Regions from separate parts of the Mus musculus genome. Here regions 1 and 2 are each linked to region 3. The links are chromatin contacts, called in public Hi-C and HiChIP or PLAC-seq maps. All regions are on one chromosome and are shown on one strand. The core of a region is the stretch at or near the end of the contact, and the rest is flanking DNA. Distances in the headings are between cores, read along the strand shown.

Evidence for each region. A called contact is a pair of places that touch in the nucleus more often than the background predicts. HiChIP or PLAC-seq counts read pairs in DNA pulled down with a chosen protein or histone mark.
Region 1: a contact with region 3 is called in a Hi-C map of ganglionic eminence, with 2.8 times the contacts expected there. The contact joins two enhancer-like sites. A contact is called at or near these places in 1 of 484 Hi-C or Micro-C datasets (ganglionic eminence) and 4 of 115 datasets of contacts at active chromatin or transcription factors (embryonic basal ganglia, embryonic forebrain, forebrain and 1 more).
Region 2: an H3K4me3 HiChIP or PLAC-seq map of embryonic basal ganglia shows a contact between it and region 3, with 3 times the contacts expected there. The contact joins two enhancer-like sites. A contact is called at or near these places in 1 of 484 Hi-C or Micro-C datasets (embryonic stem cells), 1 of 115 datasets of contacts at active chromatin or transcription factors (embryonic basal ganglia) and 1 of 9 other capture datasets (embryonic trunk).

What each region holds. Positions count from the first base shown.
Region 1 is chr2:116,811,670-116,816,000 of GRCm38.p6, forward strand. The region is part of intron 3 of Gm13990 (a long non-coding RNA gene); the gene reads right to left. Among named protein-coding and RNA genes, the nearest start is that of Gm13990, 65 kb to the right of the region's middle. Within about 2 kb of position 1,547, at least 15 of the 459 cell types and tissues checked have an H3K27ac peak or open chromatin away from gene starts, as enhancers often do. A contact at or near this core is called in ganglionic eminence, where this site is marked.
Region 2 is chr2:116,766,963-116,771,051 of GRCm38.p6, forward strand. No RefSeq gene overlaps it. Among named protein-coding and RNA genes, the nearest start is that of Gm13990, 110 kb to the right of the region's middle. Within about 2 kb of position 1,854, at least 10 of the 459 cell types and tissues checked have an H3K27ac peak or open chromatin away from gene starts, as enhancers often do. A contact at or near this core is called in embryonic basal ganglia, where this site is marked.
Region 3 is chr2:116,319,705-116,324,148 of GRCm38.p6, forward strand. No RefSeq gene overlaps it. Among named protein-coding and RNA genes, the nearest start is that of 2810405F15Rik, 250 kb to the left of the region's middle. Within about 2 kb of position 2,542, at least 8 of the 459 cell types and tissues checked have an H3K27ac peak or open chromatin away from gene starts, as enhancers often do. A contact at or near this core is called in embryonic basal ganglia and ganglionic eminence, where this site is marked.

The DNA.
Region 1 (4,331 bases), core at 297-2,796, 490 kb after region 3:
ATAAATACATACATACATAAGTACATGCATACATTTATATATATGTGCATTCATAGCACACTAACAGAGGAAAAAACATGCTTTTTCCTCTGCCCAACTTATAGAGTTGCAGCTCTGACCTCAAGTAAAGGCAGTCTCTTGGCCTGGCTGACTGTCTCTCCAGGCAGAGGGTCAGTGACAAGGCTCTGGAGCCTTAGTTGAACCCCATTGCACTGAGTGGCCTAGTGTCAGTTTGCTTTTGTGGAGACACTGAGAATAAATGGGTTGGGAAGCTCACCATCTATATCATGTGCAATAAATTATACTTTGCTGAAATGTTGCCTCGCTAAAATATGCTAAGAAAGCTGTGAACAATATTTACAAATAGTTCAGATGTCACAACAAAACACCCACCACTCACGCAGTCTCACACTTTGCTATGATAAACGTGGTAATAGAGGGTACCCTGTTCAACATTAGGGAAATATTCTTTACTGAGAAATAATTGGGGGGAGTTCTTTAAATTGATAGAAAATCCTCTCTCTCTCCCTCTCTCCCTCTCTCCCTCTCTCCCTCTCTCCCTCTCCTTCCCTCCCTAAGAGTCTGCTTTCTCACCTGGCCTGGCAGCTGGCTTACTCTGCTCCCCACCCCTGCTCACACAACAGGCTCTAGTATCTCTATTTGGATACATGATTCATTTCTTGAGAAGGCAGCAAACTTTGTTTCTTGAGGTCCTGAACCACTAAGCAGTTTCAACACTTGTGCAAACTAATGAATGTTGTATCACTTTGGGAAAGGAATGACCTCAGCCAGGTCATTTACCCCACCCCCACAACCCCCACTACCCCCACCCACCCCCAAGCCAATTGACCTAGCTGAGGACAACACTGGCTAAAGCAGATGTGCTCACTGGGGGGAATGCTGGAAATGGAGATGTCTCCTTAGCCTGTAAGAAGAAACACAGAGAGGGATCTCCATTTTCTCACAGTCTGCCCACTGGGACATCCCATTTAATTTTAAGGCAAGGCAAACCTGAGAAAGAGCTGTGTCTCCAGCATACTATCTGGGAACAATGTCTATCTGCTGGGAGGAAAAGAACAAACCAAAAAACAGTCAGTGTCCAAGGGAAGGATATCCCAAGTAGGCTTAAACAGTGTCTCAAGCTAAGTGAGAGACAGACGGCTTCCCCCAGTTTATAGGAGGGATCAGAAGTGGTACACCGAGAGGATTCAAAAGTTTTTCTATTCAACTGTTCTTGACTTCGTTTATAAATAAACATGAACTGCCATACGCTGGTGTTCAGGACATCTTGTACTACACCTTCTTAACACGTTTTGCCTATACAGAGAATCAATTAAATTGTGTGTGTGTGTGTGTGTGTGTGTGTGTGTGTCTGTGTGTGTGTGTGTGTGTAATGATGAGCATATAAAATGAATCACTTTTTTTTTCCAAAGAGGAAATGAAATGTTAAAGGAAGGCCTCTGGTTTGTTAGCTCACTAGCAGCTGTTCTGCGGCTTACAAACCAAAACCTCTGTTATTGGATGCCGTGGGTGGTGCTTAGTTAAACTGACCCTGCACTCAAAACCTGAAAATGAAGCTTTGGTTCCTAATGGGCCCTGCTGCTGGCCCCGCCCCCTCAGCTGCCTTTTTGGCAGAGCAAGTACAGCCACGGAGGAGAATCAGGTGGAAAATAAATATGTTTACTTACTATCAAAACACCTTTCAAGTCCAATACACATTTTTGTTCTATTAATGCCAACACAAATGTGCAGGCACTGTAGCTGGGGTCGCTTTAAAATATAGCTAGACAGAACGATTAAAATAATCTGCTTTCCCTCTGCCAAATTCCTGCCTGTGGGGAGCAATTAAACCTGCCTTCTGCACGTTCAAATACCGAATGGGAAGCGAATGTTGCATCTTTGCTACTTAGACAAGTGTAATTCCGATGGAAAGATTTATCAACAACTCACAGGCAGTTCCAGGGTTTGGTTTTGTTTGTCAAACAGCACACTCTCACGCTGCATCTGGACTCTGTTACACACTCGTGGGACAGGAATCCCCAGAGAGGGGTGCTCACTTGGGCCAGTGAGCAAACAAGTAAACTCACACAGAGAGAAGGCAGCTTTAAACAAATAAACCCCTCTGTTTGAGACTAAACATGTGTAACACTAGCCAAAACTACAATCAAACAACCAAAGAGCAATGTTATTACGGCTCTAGAGCAAGTCAACGTGAAACTGAATCACCGATGCCCGTAAATGGAAATTTTACAGGTGAATTTATTCTTCTGACACCATGAGAAATGACCAAAGGTTTGCTATATGATTTGTTTTTATAAGTCAGTATTTAAGGGTATCTGAAGTTAATAACAGAATGACAAACTCTGAGTGAAGGGTGATTCTATAAAATTTGGTGCTGGATGTTTTTAACTTTTAGGTCTACTTTCTTTTTCTTCTCCATTCCGAATTTCCTGTGCACAGGCTTGTGATTGCTAGACGAGAAACAGTTGACCCTGTGATCTCTCTGCCCCAGTTATGAGTGTCCACGCCACTGCCTGCCTCGACTGATCTCTCTGGTGTGACATTTCAGCTTTGGCCTGTGTCCTCATCAGCCTCTAAGCCAGACTCTAGGCAGTGGTCTTTCTGGGACACAATTAAACTCCTAGTTAACTACTAAGTTGCTCAGTGCTGGAGCAGGTCACAACTAAATGCCCAGCCCCACCCCCACCCCCACCCCCATCCCCTACACCACACTCCCCACACCACACCCCCCATGCCCCCCAAACCCCCTATGTCTTTCTTTTTGCTTCAAACAAAGCAGATGTCTTACATTCTGTGGGGCTGTGTGTAATCTATTTTGGCTTTGCAATTAAGCAACTACATATTTAGCATGTCTCGGGACATTTTGTCCTTGTTTTACCCTCAAGGCAAATGTACCATTCAAGTATGTATGTACATCAATCCTTGAGAGTGATAACGCTTCTTCATACAAGTTTAAGGTGGACATGGGAAGTTCATTGTATACAGTGCTCCTCAGTTACTAACCATGCTATGCAGACTGCAAACAGCTCAGGATAATCAAGGTTCGTGTTTTTAATAAAAGACAAATCTGCTAAAACTACTGAAATCATGACAGTATGTCTATTTTTATACCCACTTTTGAGACTTAGAAGCAGATGAAATCACACTGGGCTGAGAACTGGCAGACAGATTAATATGCCAGAGCTTTGTTCTTAATGAATTTTGATGTTTCTGTTTCAAAATATAAAAACATTTTCACTTGATCTTAAAAGACATATTTTAGATTTTTCTGGGAATTCAGAAAAAATGAATAAAAAATAGATAAATGCCTTAATTAACATTAAGGAAAAATCACATGAAACAGTAGTTCCATAGGTTTTAAGTACATGCATTTGTGCTGGCATGCACACATGTGTGCATGCACGCACACACATGTGCACATACATACACAAATATACATGATGAATGAACTTATGGATATGACATTCTAAAAGGAGTTCTATCAGGGCAGGTGATGGGGCACATATCTCGATAAAAATCTATCCAAAACCCACTTAGAATTTTTTCTAAATATGTCTTTTCATTTCTTTTTTTTTTTTCCAAAACTTCATTGCCTAACCTACATGGTAAGTAACCTCTATCTTTATAGCATTATAAATATTCATTTTTAGACAATAAAGTCTTTAAAATTCCTTTCAAAGAATTTCAAGGCGATGGATAGATCCGCATATAGCTGAGCCTATGTTTGCATAGGTAGGTTATGCATTGTACATGTGCAGTCTTTTACATCTATTAAATAGCACACACCAGTATGTTTCTGTGACTCTTTCCTTCTGGGGCTGAGACATTACCATAATAAAATCGAATATCCCCTATCTGGCTATAGGTACACCATTTTTCTCTGAAAGGGTCCCAGATGAAAGAACAACACGTGGTAGTCCCTGAACCTGGATTCTTTTTCTCTAATGTCATCTTCTTTGGAGTAATTGAATTGTTCTTTTTTTCTGTGGGTTGAAATTAGTAGACTCTCTCATATTTGTATAGAGGCAAAATTAAAAGCCCCTTTGAAAGGAACAATATATAATATAGTGCTGTCATTTTCCTGTAGTGTTTGATTTCTAGGTTTTTTTTTTCTTCATGCATGCTAAAGCTTTTCTAGGCTAAAAATTCTGGGATAAAGTTTCAATAAAGAAAAGCTGAGCCACCCTGATGTGTCAACCACAGCGTCTGCAGACATTGTTCCTTAAACCTAAAGCATAGAGAAGAATGTGAGCCTATTAAAAGTTGGGACTTCAGCCAGCTTTTTGTGAATTCATGTTTATTTATGGGAC
Region 2 (4,089 bases), core at 604-3,103, 450 kb after region 3:
GCTAAAATTACCCTGAAGATGGTGGTATCCAGCCCTCCTGGTTTTCACTCCACTTGTTTATTGATCAGTGCTCATTACTTAGCAAGATGAGAGTCTGACAATGTATGAAAACTCTCTCCCTGTGCCCTCATTGGAACAATGTTCACAGAGACCTTGATAAAAGTGTGCAGCAGCTCCCAATGTTTTCTCTATGATATTTTACTCATTTGGGGGGGGGATCACAATTGTGCTTCTGAGGGGGGACGGGGAGGGTAACTAAGTGTAGTTGTTCCTTTATTTCAGTAACTAAAGACCATAGACCTGAAGTGATTCCAGTTTCTTCATTTTTACCCACAGCAAGCCAGGGGATTACAAGTCATTTGAATTAGATATTATTTTCCTCTTAAAACATGATCTTTATGATATTTTGTCTTATTTAGAGAAGGTTATAGCTTTAAAAGATGACTCCAGTTCTAAGTGCACCAAAAAGTAATCAAACATGCTTTAAATGTGGTTTAAAATGCAAAAAGAGGGAAAGAAGATTTGAAAATGCTTTCAGGGCTTTACCATCTGGTTGTTTATTTTTAATTTGGGTGATCAGCTATGATTTTGGTATTGTGTTCTTAAGCAGAAAACTACCTAAGTGAGAAGCAATCGCACGTCTCTGGCCACTCGGGCTGCTAGTTCAGCTTATATAGGCTGAGGGGCTAAATGGACATGAAAAACAACTGTTTCAGGCCCATTAACATTTCTAACTTTAAAAATGAGCGCCTCTCCGGTGTGCACCGATTATGAGCTGCCGTCTGTTAAAAATGCAGCACTCTAAGCAAAAACACTGCACATTTACTCTCCCTTTCATTAGACGTTAATGATTACCCTGACATTTCTCATTTAATGTTAAAATTCATTTGCGAAGAATATTCCCACAAGCAAAGACCAACTCTTCCATCCCCTCTTGTCACACTCAAATCTGCATCGTGAAAGAGAAATAAATAAAGCGCAAGAAAAGCTTTGAAAAGACGCATGAATATCTGGAACCATGGCCCAGAATTTCTACACAAATGATTAACCATTTCCTATGCATGTCAAAAGCAAATGCAACATGCCTTAAAACTAAAATGAACAATCAGGTCCTGGGGGCTCCACTCCAAAGAGCTGAATCATGAAAATGCCATTTCTGGGTCTGGTTGAATGTTTCAGGGGAAAACAACCTAGTACAGAACTAAATCACTGTTTTGGAAGGAGAGAAGAAATAACAAAGGAAATGGGGTTGAGGGGAACAAGAAAGGGGCAGGGGAGATGATACGATTTATATAGGACACAATTTCTCATCCTGGTATGCTTTCAAACTTGTATCAACTCTATAAAGTATCACACTACGATTTACGTCAAAAGAACTGGGAATTAACTTAAACGCTACTTCTGTAATTAAAGGACAGCATCGACGGTGAAGCTCATGCAAACACAACTGCTTTGGAGGTTGCTGAGGTACACGATTTTTGTTTTCTGCTTAAAACAAATGTTAACTTTTTCCCCCCCTATCAAAATCCTAAATGGCTTTTTGACAGGTTTGTTATGGTTAATTAATTACTTTCATTTGCACTAAGCTGTATACTTGAAGATGAATAGTCCAAGATAACAAGGCCAGCCTCTGAGAGGGAGACCTTTAGCGGTCCATGCAGTCTGCTGCCTCATTACAGAACTAGCTATCTGCAGGAAGCCTGACTTTGAAAGGTACGGCCCATCCCATAACACCCTCCCCTAACTGAGATGATTGTAGCCTCTTCCGAAAAGTAATGATTAGGAGAGAGAAAAGCAGAACGGAATGCCGTATGAATATTTCATGTAAATGAAAGCAGGCACTTAGCGCCGTGCATCTTGATTGACGCTGGAGTGCCTCTAAACGCCTTGACATTGAAGGGTTCCAACTCCCCTTTCCTCGATGACTACTTCAAGAGCGGCACTTAATAGAGGGATACGACCATGTTTAGCTGAAGGGCTCTTTATTACCGGCTGATACTAAATAAGACCACAGGCCTCGGGGTAGCATAAGCGAATCCTAGATGGAGACCCCTCAGACAGAACTTTAAGTGAGATGGGATGGTTTCGTTCGGGGTTTTGTTCTCTCTCACTGGAACAGCACTGTTCGTTTGACTTTTAACCCCTTTCAGGAGAAAGCTAAACAATTCAAATTGCTGTGGAGGGAGAAGGCTCAGGAAGCAAACATACTAAGGAAGAGGCAGCCACATATGTGACATCCGGGCATCCTTTATGAACGGTAGTGGCAGTAGTCAAAGAGGAGAGCCTTCATTACTAGGTTAGGGGTTTTTGTTTTGTTTTGTTTTTGTTTGTTTGTTTGTTTGTTGTGTGTGTTTTAAGATTAAATTTTATTTTTCACTATGGTTTGGTTACATGCATGTAGTACCCACAAAACCACAAGAGGGAGTCAGAGGCCCTGTGTTAGTCACCAGACAGGATGCTGGAAATTGAACTCAGGTCCTCTGCGAGAGCAGTAATGTTCTTAACCATTGAGCCATGGCTGCAGAACTCCCTTCAGATATTTAAGTTATTACATGAGTTTTGGGAGCTATGATTGTCTTTAAGATCAGTTGTGCTTTTCTAAAAAAAAAAAAAAAAACCGTCCCTGTTACAAGTTCCATCTTCCCCTCTAACAGAAATACCTCTCAGGCAATTGAAGGGGGATAATTCCAAAATTTGAATTATTGGTGGCTGAGATCAAGCTTTATAAACAGGGTTCTATGGAAGAGATGAGGAAAAAAGCAGCAGCTGGCTCACTGGTACCACCACAAAGCCCTCTTCCACTGTTGGAATGTCAGTTTGTCCACAAAGGAATTTATGGCCCCGCCTTTGGCAGAACACAGGATTTTAACATCTGTTAGTTATCCCTTCTCAAGCCCTCAGGTGCTGACGGGTGAATAAAATTGCTATGAGCTGTGACCATCAGTGAACTCTGTGTGTGTCCAAGAGGTCAGTGCCCATCTCCTGACTGAAAGCTGAAGTGCCCAGTGCCAAATGCCACTTCTTATCTGTAAGAGCCTCCCAACCATAGCAATGGAAGGATGGAAGAACACAGGTGGAAAGGTATTCCACTCTCTTAGAGGCTTCTGGTGTGCTTTACAAACCGATTCTGCAAAGAAACTGACTATATGAAACTCAATAACTAAGTTTATACTTGGCTAGTATCCCTTGTCTTCTGACCCCAGTCAAGAGCTCTTAGGAGCCATGTAAGCAGATAGCTCGTATTTACCCAGGGGCAAGATAGGACTGAGGAATATAGAAACACATGGGTATGGGTGCAAGCACTGAGAATCTGCAGTGCTCTCTAGTCACCTGAGTCTGTGTCGCTCAATCAGAGACCTGGGAAATCAGTAAGCCCACCTCCCGATCAAATAAGAAACTTGCCAAAAAAGAAAAAAAAAGAAAAATCACATGCTTGAGGAATTGTAAAATCACTGTCAGGTTTTAGACAGGCCCCGTAGCCTTCCTTACTTGTTTTAGTAAAATTATATCATCAGTGTACTTTATAAAAATTTTACATGGATTCGTTCAGATACATTTAATCATTAATAATTTCTCTGTTGTGCTATAATACCATGGATACTTCTTAATACTTGAAAGTATCAATGCATAGCTAGCCATTCCTTATACTTTTGGTTGTGAGCCTAGCCTTTAATGGCTGAGCCATCTCTCCAGCCCAGCTAGCCATTTCTTTTTTTTTTTTAATTAGGTATTTTCCTCATTTACATTTCCAATGCTATCTCAAAAGTCCCCCATACCCTCCTCCCTACCCCCCTACCCACCCACTCCCACTTTTTGGCCCTGGCGTTCCCCTGTACTGGGGCATATAAAGTTTGCAAGTCCAATGGGCCTCTCTTTCCAGTGATGGCCGACTAGGCCATCTTTTGATACATATGCAGCTAGAGTCAAGAGCTCCGGGGTACTGGTTAATTCATAATGTTGTTCCACCTATAGGGTTGCAGATCCCTTTAGCTCCTTGGGTATTTTCTCTCCAGCTAGCCATTTCTTAAAGAACAGTATACAGTAACATACTTCATGTAAATTTACAATTCATACTCTCATATTGATTAT
Region 3 (4,444 bases), core at 1,292-3,791:
TCTTCTTTTGCTGGTTCTTTGCCATATGAACTGTTTCTTGATGTCATTGTTTCCAGTATCATTATCTTGCCCAAATGTACCTGTGTGAGATAAGAGTTTAAGATGGTTGATATTGCAAACAAACTCTACTATGCCCATGGCCCTTCAAGTTTTCTCCTAGCCAGTCCCCGTTAGCATGCCTGAGTGGAGAGGGAAAGGTGTTTTTCCAGAAGCAAACCTTGGTTACAACGTTCCTGCCCTTTCGGCTCTTCCCCCAGCTTTCCTTCCCTGGAAGTCTCCCATGGAATCTCATCAGTGTGACAGCCTCCTTCCGAGTGGCACTGAGTGTATCTTGCCAATGGTGCACGGAGGATATAAGCTCATAACTCCCATTAGCATTAATGGGAGTTATCCGCTTAAATCCCCTTACATCGATTAGAGAATAGGCCCCTTTTGATTTTAGCAATCTTTCCTGTGAGGATTTCCCTTGTGTCTAGTATGGGCATATAAATGGCCATTTTATTGTATTAAATATGTATCACATCCATCATGTTTAATGCTGTGCTGTGATGGAGGCTTCTCAGTTCTGGGATCAGTTCGGAAAATATTTAAACTTGGCAAGCCAAACAAGCCTCGGTGGGACAGGCCTAGGGGACATTCAGGGCAACATTATCTACCACTTATGCTTGATTTAAAAAAAATGAATGCACACACACACACACACACACACACACACACACACAACTGAAATGATGTAGGGACAAGGTGTGGACAACATTGTTTTCTACTAAATTACAGGCTTCTCATATTCATTAGCAGTGACTTGGCAGTCACTCAGCAGAGAAAATCTGTGTTTAAAGCAGGAGCAAGGGAAGTGTCACTGCTTGACACTCACCTGAAGCTGTGGCTTGTTGGTTCACAGCCACACAAGTACAACCAAAAGAGGTAAGCTTGTGTTCTGACCTAAGATGAGCACGTGGAATGAAAACTGCACCATCACACCTCCTTCATCATGGCTTCCCATAGAGATGCAAGGTAGAAAGAGCACTGTTCCCCCTTGACATTATGACCTGATCCTGGGGGGAGTGGTTGTTGCAGGCTGCAGACACAACTTACTAGCAGATTCTTTTTATTTCATCTCCAATCAGGCCTGCCCTCTGCCAGCTATTCACATGCCCTCTCACTCCCAATTTTAGGACACTGGTCCTCTTTCGCCATATCCTCTTGCTAACACAGAAAGTAGCTTTGCAACCTGACCATGGCATCTGCTTCTCACACTTTGTGTGTTGAAGTATCTGATCTTAGGCAAGCTACTCATCCTCTCTCACCTCAGTTTCATTCTCTGTGAAGTGGGGAAACAGCCTGCATGTTTGCTTCAGTGTTGTGTCCAGGATAACAGGAGATGATGATTTCATAGCCCAAGCTCAGTCTCCAGCATTCACTCTGTCCTTGGTAGACATTATCAAGTTCCTGTGAGATTGTTACAAAGAAGGTTTGGAAGCCTGTGCAGGTTATCAACACCATGGGTGGCATTTTTTACCCTTCTGCCACATGAATGAGCCTACAGTCAGGGCGATGTCACCGATGCAAAGCATCCCAGAAGGTAAGAGGAAGGTGCCTATTTCCCCTCTCTATCTTCAATAGTCACTTACATTTTACACAGTGGAAAGAGGGTTGGAGATACTACTCCAACAGCTCGACTCCAAACGCAGACTCCTTTTGGGGAGTAAGCAGGTCATGTGGAGCAGTTGCTGCACACATTGAGATTTGCTGATCATGGGAAACACACTTGATCTGGCTAATACCAGAAAGCGCTCTTGAATATAGAAATGCTACGTATCTATAGCTTCCTGTCTTGGGGAGACACCTGGTATCCCCCAACTCCCGCTGAATGTACTTACACATAGCACATCAGATGATAACTAACAATGTGGCTGAATTCACTGTAATGGTTCATGGGAGATTATATAGACATGTTTCTCAAGGACATTTTAGTGTGTTGTCTCCTTATATACACTAGATGGGGTGACTTCCCTAGGGTCTCTAAGAGAATGTTGGCTGGCTGTTCCATGCCCCTCCTGATTCTGTACTGCCTCTTTCAGAATTAATTGACTCTCTTTTTAATCAGCTGGACAGAAAGGTGTCTTTTTTATTCTGTTTTTTAAGAGGAGAAACACATTCAATTCACACTTAAACATATTTCACAGCTCTAGCATCACGATGTACTAAAAAAAAAAAAAAGTCCCCCTTGGCCTTTTCCATCTTTATTTCTCTTCAGGGCTTTCAAAATGAAAGGAAACATCCAACCATGTCCAGCAAGCCACACCAGACAGCATTACCTGCTGGAAATTGGTGACATTTACAGAGAAGGGATGTTAGGAGGACATTCAGGGGCTTATTTGTTAAGATTAACGGGGACGGATTATTAAAGATCTGGTTTTTCATATGTATACATGTGAGTGTGCAAAAATGGGGGCTGCGGGTGGGGGAGAGAGGCAGGGTTTAGGAAGACAAAGGCCTAAGGCAATTTACATTAGGGCTTACAATGGTTCTGTGGCAAGCATGCAGAACTAACTGGGTTTAGATTAAGGCGGTCTAATTAGTGTCATGTCAAACTGGCAGTGATCATAAGACAAGAGAGAGGTCACTCTTGTCATCTTCTTGGTCTTCTGCCCTTAAATATAGAGCCGCATAAAGTACAATCTCCTCCTTGTTAATGGAAGCAGAATATGTATAATCTGCACATGAAATGAAAAGAAAATGTGTAAGGAAATTTCTTTTTCCCATTTCCTCGTCAGGAGCTGTGAATTTTAGTGCGAATTAAAGTAAGGCTAATTCTGCAGTCATCTTCTGACCTGTCAGGGTGGCTGTCACCCTCACGTCTCTCAACGCCCGTCTTTAGCTTCTTCTTGCTGAGTGCAGCCTTTGCCGACTGACAGAAAAATACCGACCATGACAAGAAAAAAGAACATAATGTCCTTTTCACCCATCACTACGCAAAATTGCTCAATCTTTACTGACATATTATTATACATTGTTTCTCTGGAAAAGCACTCGCTTTCTTTTCTATATGAGAAGTACAAAACTTTCAGGAGACAAGAAACTGTTCTTTAGAAAAGATTAAAGCCTGTAATTATTTTAAATTGTCTATTAATATGCAATATGTTGCCCTTTAATATGAATAAGGTGTAGTGAGGCGCTTGAGTCATTAACAGTGTGCCCACTCGCGCCGCTGCAGCTAAAGATCTGTCACTTCTTTTATTATGGGCTAAAAAGCAACATGGTAGGATCAGCTGCAGTGTTTTGAGAAGACTGTCCCAAGCTTGGAATAAAATATTTAAAAATTTGTTGGAGACTAGGTGGAAAACCACCCAACTGCCCATAAACCAAGTCAATAAATAGGACTGGAAGTAATAAGTCAAGACATTCATTCCCTCCCGACCTTCGCTTCTTTTTTCCTGGAAAAAGGAAAAATCTTATCCTAATCTATAAGAAACATAAGAAAATGTCACTTATACCAAGAGAGAAAATTAAAGCATCAAAGAAGCACACAGACCCACAAGAGAATGTGCACATCCACAGAGTCCACTAAACACAAACGTAATGAGTGTCCGTGTGCAGCCTCCGGCCTCACTAGCAGCAACATCTCTCCAAGCCACCTGTACCATCAGTACCTCAGATTTCCAGAGTCAACTGACTCTACCTAGGTGCAGGGGAAGTGGGCTTCGGCAGAGCATCCTTGTGGCTGTTAATTCCTTTTCCTTTGATGAGCCGTATACTCTCAATAATTTTGGACAATTACTTTAGGTCCTAGTAGGCTCTTGTTTGGAGAATAATATGGAGATCAAGTACTCCCTATAAATAATTAACCAATAGACACAGGAAATACTCAGAAACCCTGGTGTTTATTTCAAGAGGTTCAATCTGAGGTCCATAAATACACTTTGCTCATTTTCCTAACTCACTACATTTTTGGATTATTACATCTATTATTTTTATTTTTTTTAACCAAGGGAAGTTTGTGTTTTTCATTGTATGACATTTCTTTGAAAAATCTTTCTTGTCTAGATATGGACCTTAATGCATTATGCAAAACCCAGGGATTTTGATTTTTGACATCGCATACACTCACAGTATATTCTAAGGGGAGACATTATATGCTAACTTCTTGTGAAATCCTGTAGCAGCTGTTTGGTTAATATAATATGTTGAAAAATATTTATGTAGCTTGTTTTCTTTTCTGTCAACCCCAGTATCTTATGAAATTTTTTTTCAAATGGCCAGTAGCTAAAGTAGTGACTTTAGTTTGACTTAATATTATGCCACATTGACAGATGAAAACCCCTTCTAAAAATGTCATTTGAGTGCTCGACTAATTTGCATTTAGCTCAAAAGCTTTTAGTGCTTTGCACATTCACATTATAAACATTTGGGTGAACATTAATACCCCAGCTAAACAAAAATG